2 separate regions of the Macaca mulatta genome follow, and region 2 is linked to region 1. A link is a contact called in public Hi-C data. All regions are on one chromosome and are shown on one strand. The core of a region is the stretch at or near the end of the contact, and the rest is flanking DNA. Distances in the headings are between cores, read along the strand shown. Region 1 holds the start of FZD4 (frizzled class receptor 4). Region 2 holds the start of TMEM135 (transmembrane protein 135).

Region 1 (3,469 bases), core at 391-2,890:
TTTTTTTTTTTTTTGGATATGGAGTTTTGCTCTTGTCGCCCAGGCTAGAGTGCAATAGCATAATCTTGACTCACTGCAACCTCCACCTCCCAGGTTCAAGAGATTCTCCTGCCTCAGCCTCCTGAGTAGCTGGGATTACAGGTGAGCACCACCACGCCCGGCTAATTTTTGTACTTTAAGTAGAGACAGGATTTCACCATGTTGGTCAGGCTGGTCTCGAACTCCTGACCTCGTGATCCACTTGCCTCGGCCTCCCAAAGTGCTGGGATTACAGGCGTGAGCCACCGCGCCCAGCCAGAAACCAGATTTCTGAAGCCTGGACAACTAACGTGTACTTTTTCCCACAACTTCTCTGTTTTCTAAATTTCTAAAAATCATCCAGCCTCAACAACCCAAACATAACCAATGTTAACACTTTAAAAATTTTCCTTTCAGTTTTTTATTACCCCAATGATTTTTTTTGCAGGATTATAATCACCCTGTATATGCAAATTCTTATTACTGTGGAATAAACATTTTCTCTATCATTACATATGCTTTACATTTTTTAACGACTGCAAGAAAAATTTCTTCCAATATACCAACCACCTTCCTGCAGCTTCTTGTCACCCTCCAAGCATTAAACGTGCCTTCAACTCTTGAGGATAAGAAAGAACTCAAGCCAACCCAACCACTCCTTCATGCATGACCTCTAAAACCCTGCGGGACGCCGTGAGGAGGGGCTATTCGGCAGAAAAAGGTACGGTAGTGTTTCATTTAATAACACCCCAAAAATAGTGGGGAGAGGGAAGGTCCGTGAGGGATCGTCTCCTTATCTCTCCCTCCAAGTCTTAGCTGCAGCTGGCTCCCTCCCACTTGCCGACCGAGCACTGGCGGCCAGAATCCTTGGCAGAGATAACCCTCAGCTCCACTGGGGTTAGGGGTCTGGCCAGACATGGGTGGGCAAGGAAGAAAAACGGAAGGGCGGGGTGTAAGAGTGGGTTCTTTCCCAGGCCAGATGACTTACACAACGTTTTGGCTTCCAGTCCCTGAGAAAGTGGGGGTGGGGATGGAAATCAGTTTTCCAGGAGAGCTGTCTCCTTCAGGCTAGGATGATCAACTTGGCATGGGCTCTGCAAAGTTAGTTTGGAGCGTCCCTCCCCAAGGGGTCCTGCCAGGGGTGGGGGTGGGGGCGCCCACCTGCAGCTGGCTGGAGCAGCCGTACTGGATGAGCGGTGTGAAAGTTGTCAGCTGCAGCTCGGCGTCCGTCTGAAGCTCGTGCCCCACCAGGTTGGGCATCTTGGTCACGTTGTAGCCGAGGTTCTGGCACATGGAGATGCGGATGGGGTCGCAGCGCCGCTCCTCCTCGTCCCCGAAGCCCCGCGCCGGCCCCAGGAGCAGCAGCAACTGCAGCAGCAACCCCAGACTGAGACCGACGCCCCCGGGCGCCCCCGGGACGCTCGGCCCTGCGCCCCGCCAGGCCATGGCCAGCGTCGGGGGCAGCAGCGGCAGCGGCGGGGGCTGCTCTGGCAGACACCCCCAGTTTGCACGGGGGCGCCGGCTGCCCGCGCTGCTCCCAGCTCCCGGGAAGGGAGTGTGATGCGGCGATGAGGGGGCAGCGGCCGGCTCTCCAGAAGCTGCGCGCGACCGTGTGGGATATTAGACGTCCCGGGCCGAGGCCGAGAGACAGGCTGCGAGGGTCATGGCTGCAGGCGGCGAGCCCACAAGCCGGCGCCGGCCGCGTCCGCTCGGCGTCTCCGCGAGGCCAGCCAGCAGCCAGCGCTGCGCAGCTCTCACCGCCTGAGCCCTGCGCGGCGCTGGAGGCTCGCGGCGCGGCGGCGGGGCGGGACGGACAGGGCGCCGCTCCAATGGCCGGGCGCGGTGGGCAGCAAGGGGCGAGGCGGCGGGGCGGGGCCGCTCTCCCGCTGGAGGGGTCAGGCCCCCGCCCTCCAGCCCCCTCCTCCGGCCGCTCCTCCCTCCCTCCCTCCCTGAGCGCCCCGCCCCGCCTGCTTCCCGGCTCCTGCTTTCCTCCCACCCGGATCTAGGCGCGCAGGGGCCAGGCGGGGACTGAGCCCAGTGGCTCCAGCCGCGCCGTCCTGCCGCCTCCTCCCCCAGGTGAGAAGTGCGCCCTGTTCCGTCTGCCCCCTTTTCTTCCCGTCTCCTTTCAGCTGTAACCTAGGCCAGTGGCCACCTCCCCGTCAGGCAGAGGAACGTACACAAAGAACACGGGATTTGGATTTACTCCGATTGTGGCTTTCAGTCCCGGCTGTGTGACCTTGAGCAAATTGCTCAGCCTCTCGGCGTCAGTCTCCTCCTCTCTAAAGTCACTTGGGAGGATTAGAGATAAAGCGTAGAAGGCTTAGCGCGGTGCCTGGTACTGCGCGAGCCCACAGCTATTTTCACTCCCGACTAGAGGCGATCCGGGCCCGGCCTCTCCCCGCCCCCAGACTCGCCCGACCTGCGCCGGGAGCCGCCCACCTCCAGCCGCCAGAGGGGAGGCGCCCCGGAGCTGCGAAGCTGCAGACCAGCCGATGGTCTCGCGCTCCGATTTCCTCACCGTATGAAATGAAATTCCACAGGGGGATTCGAAAGGAAATGAGACCGGGACTCTCCGTGCTTCTCGGCCCGCCGCCCTTCCTGTCTCGGGGACACGGTTTCTAAATAAGGTTGGGAGGGTGAGAGGGCGGGAGGGGAGAGGCTTGACCTATGACTGGGGACGAGGAAGGCGCACAACCACCGTGACTCCTCTCTCCCGGCCTCCCGGGCACCCCCTCCCCACCAGCCTGCACCCCTTTTTTTCCTTACTGTTCTTCTGCCTCGGTTCCTAGGGATTTGGGGATCATGCGACCCAGGTTTGAACCCAACTTTCCTGTCTCATTACCAGCCCCCCCGCGGCTTTGTGCTGGTCCACCCTCTCTCTGCTTTCCAGTCGGCCAGTAAAACTCCCAGCAGGTGGATTCCTCAACCATTCACTTGTTGCTTGACTATGTTCAAGCTATGGTGCCTCTCTGAGCCTCAAAGTGGCCAGCTGTGAAGTAGGGAAATTCATATCCACCTCACACAGTTGTTCTAAGAGTTCAGTGAGATAATGCCTGTAAATCATTTAGCGGTGTCTGACACATAATGAATGCTGAAGAACTTGATGATTGGTGTGTATGTGTGTGTGTTTCCAAAACACTAGGGGAGATCAATTCTGGGACAGCCTCCTGCTTTCCAGCCTGGTGCTAAAGACAGCTCTAACAGCCCCAGACTGAGGATCTGGGTAAAAGACTTTTCACCCTCTTCCTGAGATCTTTTTGTCCAACACTTACCACTGTTTTCCTGGAACTGTTTTATGCATGTTTTTATCCTCCCATTTCAACCAAATTCTGTGGCATATGGCAGAGGCTAGGTGCAAGTTGGAAGAATGTCTGTGCCACTCATATGACACTCATATTCTGTCTTGTATTTTTAGTCGTCTTATATTGGCAACGAGACTTGACTGAGGGCA
Region 2 (3,469 bases), core at 469-2,968, 87 kb after region 1:
TGGCCATGTGATCAAGCTTTGTCCAAGGAACGTAAGTCGCAGTAGTTTGTATGGATCTTCTGGGAAGTTTTCTTAAAAAGAGGAAATATGCCCTTCTCTCCCCCGACCCCCCCCCCTTTTTTTGAGACGGAGTCTCTCTCTGTCACCCAGGCTGGAGTGCAGTGGTGTGATCTTGGCCCACTGCAACCTCTGCCTCCTGGGTTCAAGCGATTCTTCTGCCTCAGCCCCTGAGTAGCTAGGATTACAGGAGCGCGTCACCACTTCCAGCAAATTTTTGTATTTTTAGTAGAGACGGGGTTTCACCATGTTGGCCAGGCTGGTCTCAAACTCCTGACCTCAAGTGGTCCACCCACCTCAGCCTCTCACAGTACTAGGATTACAGGTGTGAGCCACCGTGCCTGGCCTCTCTTCCCCTTTTGCTGGTCTTCCTGACCAGCATGTTGATGTCATGTTAGGTGACAGAGTTATTTTCTAAGTCAGGGTGGAAATCACAGGTAGCAGATGGCATAGCAAACTGTCACAGAGGCTGGGATTCCCTAATCGTTATGGAGCCACCATTTTATTCTAGGACTGCCTACCTTTACCTGAGAGAAAGACACTTTTATCTTTTTGCCATTGTTGTTTTGGACTTTTCATCTGAGTATTTCTCTTTTATTTTGTTCAGACAACTACACCTATCTGATATTATCTTGTTCAGTTTTCTTTCTTATTTGCTGTCTTCTCCCTCTAGAATGCTAGTTTCGCGAAAATAAATACCTTGTCGTGTCTCTTGTTTCTGTTTGTTTCCTTAGCACAGTGCCTGGAAAATAGTAATGACTCAGTAAATATTTGTAGATGAATGAATGAAGACTAGGAGATTAGAATGCAATTCTTCTAAAGGTAGTTCGTTTCTGCTTTAAGAGACTATGGAATTTAGAATTCCAAAGAAACTGGTAGGTTTGTTATATGCGAGGAAATTGACTGAGGGGTTATATGACTCAAGCAACACACGACCCTTGTCTTGCTAATTGTTGGCCAAGCTCCCTACCCAGGTCTGCGTTCTAACACACGACTGCCGCCTCTACTGTGTGTGGTGTTTGGTTGACAAGCACCTATCAAGGATGCTGTAGACAGGATTGCTCCATGGCGTAAGGTTTGGACTGGATCACCTATTGCCCTTCCCCACACACGGTCGGGGTGTGAGCATAGCTGAGACTTTTCAAGCCTTCCCAGGTACCACAGAGCTTGGAAAGCCCAGCACCTGCGGGCAGTTCAGTTGCAACTGGCGGGCAGCCGTAGCTGTTTATTACCTGGGGCTCTCGGGAAGGCGAGCTCGTAGTGCTGGGGAGGACGTTTGTCTCAGGCATTCCTCTGGCAACCCTCTTCCTCCAGCGGCTCCCAACAAAGACATTTCATTTAATCCCTTTCTTCCACTCCCCTCCGCTCTACTTGGCTTGGCGTTGGAAGCTGAAGCACAATTTGACCCAAGCCACCTCCTACTGCGCACCTGCCAGAGCGCTCGCGCCCCGGAGCCTGGCACGGCATTGCGTGGGTGGGGAGGCGGCGCGTCCCCGAGCTGCGCTCCCTCGCTTACAGCCTCGGCTCTGGGGGCGAAGATCCATTCTACCTCCGCTCACCCAGCTGCGCCGCCGCGCGGGAGCGCGCCCCAGCGGAAGGCCTCTTGAGGGAGCGCGCACGCGCCGCCTCTCTCCGCCTCCCGGTGCACGTCCCGCCCCCTTAAGCTGCGATACGCCGAGCGCTCAACATCCGAGGACTTTGGCCCAGAGTAACCCCGCTCTCGTGACCTTTCCCCTCCATTCCGCGCCTCCGGCTGCTGGCCGGGCAAGAGGCTGGCGGCTGGGCTCTGGCGCCCCTCCCTGCAGGGCGCAGGCTCTCCCCCTCCCGTCTCCTCCGCGCTGTTCCTCGTCATGGCGGCCCTCAGCAAGTCCATCCCTCATAACTGCTATGAGATTGGCCACACTTGGCACCCTTCCTGCCGGGTCTCCTTCCTGCAGATCACCGGGGGCGCCCTGGAGGAGTCCCTGAAGATCTATGCTCCTCTGTACTTGGTGAGACCCGTCACCCCTCCCGCAGGGCGAGTTTAATGTGGAGGATGGGCCAGGGGCTGCAGTTGGTGATCCCGAGGGGCTCTGGGGGACTTGCCTTGTGTCGGGCTCTCTTTTGGAGGGGTCGGAGTGTTTTGGGGGGCCGGTGGGGGGAAGGCGGAGGTCGCTTGGGGAGGATATACCAATCCCTGCAAGGGAGAAGGAGGAGGGGAATTAGAGGTTGAGCTGTCATCTGAATGCCTGTTGCTAGGAAGAGGATGGGCTCCCAACTTTTAGAATTAAGTTGAGGACACTTAAAAACGTTAATTCAAAGACCAGCGTTATTTTCCTCTGGCCTGCCTTGTGATGGAGAGGTATTTGTAGGTCAGCGAGGCTATGAGAAGTACCTGCAAGCTTTCCTCATCTGGTTTCCCCTGTTTTATTTTGCCTTTTTTTTTTTTAAATGAAGAAGGCATATTTGACCCTGAAGTCCCTGTGGCCTCAGATCTTGACTCAGTTTTGAGATGGTAGGATTGTGATTTGGGGTTTTGCAAGTGTTTTTGCAAGTTCACAGAACAGACTCCTGGGTTGAGATTGTGTGTGGTGATTTAAAGGGTGATGCCAGTATTTCAGTGAGTGAACTTGGTTAGGACATCTGACTTTGTGTCACCTAGGACCTTTTACACAGCTTTACATACGGGCCAATTAATAGGAAATATTTGGCAATATGTATATGTAACCCTGAGGACTATTAAAGATGCTCTTCAATGTTCTCGCCAAAATCTTTTTTTCAATAACCTTATCCTTGATATTAAAGATTTATTATTACTTTGGCCATTGAAGTGCATTGTCTCGTTTTCTTGGCTTACAGAGTTTGTGTCCTAAGAAGACAGATCATATTTTTTGTATGTCTTCTAAGAATTTCGATATTCAGCAGATGATCAATTATTATTTCTCATTGAAGTAATTTAGATTTATACCCTAATGTTCCTGAAAGTGTGTCATGGCTGTATCTGTAGTACTTCTTGAAAAGTCTGATTATGTATTTCAGAGATAACACAGGAGAAGGTGATGACTTTGTCGGAGGTTGCAGGCATCCATTTCATTTTTATTGTATAGACTGATGCTTCTCAAATTTTCATGTATGTTAGGAATCCTCTGAGGATTATGTTAAAATGGGGGTTCTAATTCATGAGGTCCCGGTGGGGCCTGAACCTCTGCTTTCCTAACAAACTCGTGGTAATGCTGATGATGGGGGCTGCACTTTGAATAATAAAGATCTAGAGTAGAGGCCAATAATTATTATTGGAGCTGGAAATTTTTTCCTCGATTTTCTTTGGCAAAGATTCATGTTTATCTGCTTTTCCACATTCACTGTGGCCAGCGTATGTCTCAGATTTTTCCTTTTTCTTTTTGGATATACGGTCTTGTTGCATTGCCATTCT

The links. Hi-C and Micro-C count contacts between places; a contact is called where the count stands out from the background.
Region 2: a Hi-C map of fetal cortex germinal zone shows a contact between it and region 1, with 2.5 times the contacts expected there. The contact joins the promoter of TMEM135 here to the promoter of FZD4 in region 1. A contact is called at or near these places in 4 of 14 Hi-C or Micro-C datasets (cortical neurons, fetal cortex germinal zone, fetal cortical plate and 1 more).

The regions. Positions count from the first base shown.
Region 1 is chr14:87,522,263-87,525,731 of T2T-MMU8v2.0, forward strand. FZD4 (frizzled class receptor 4) reads right to left here and starts at 1,641. Exons shown (of 2, transcript NM_001266875.1): 1 at 1,180-1,641. The coding sequence starts at 1,464. LOC144334441 (a long non-coding RNA gene) reads left to right here and starts at 1,970. Exons shown (of 3, transcript XR_013404248.1): 1 at 1,970-2,094.
Region 2 is chr14:87,609,527-87,612,995 of T2T-MMU8v2.0, forward strand. TMEM135 (transmembrane protein 135) reads left to right here and starts at 1,719. Exons shown (of 17, transcript XM_077964170.1): 1 at 1,719-2,048.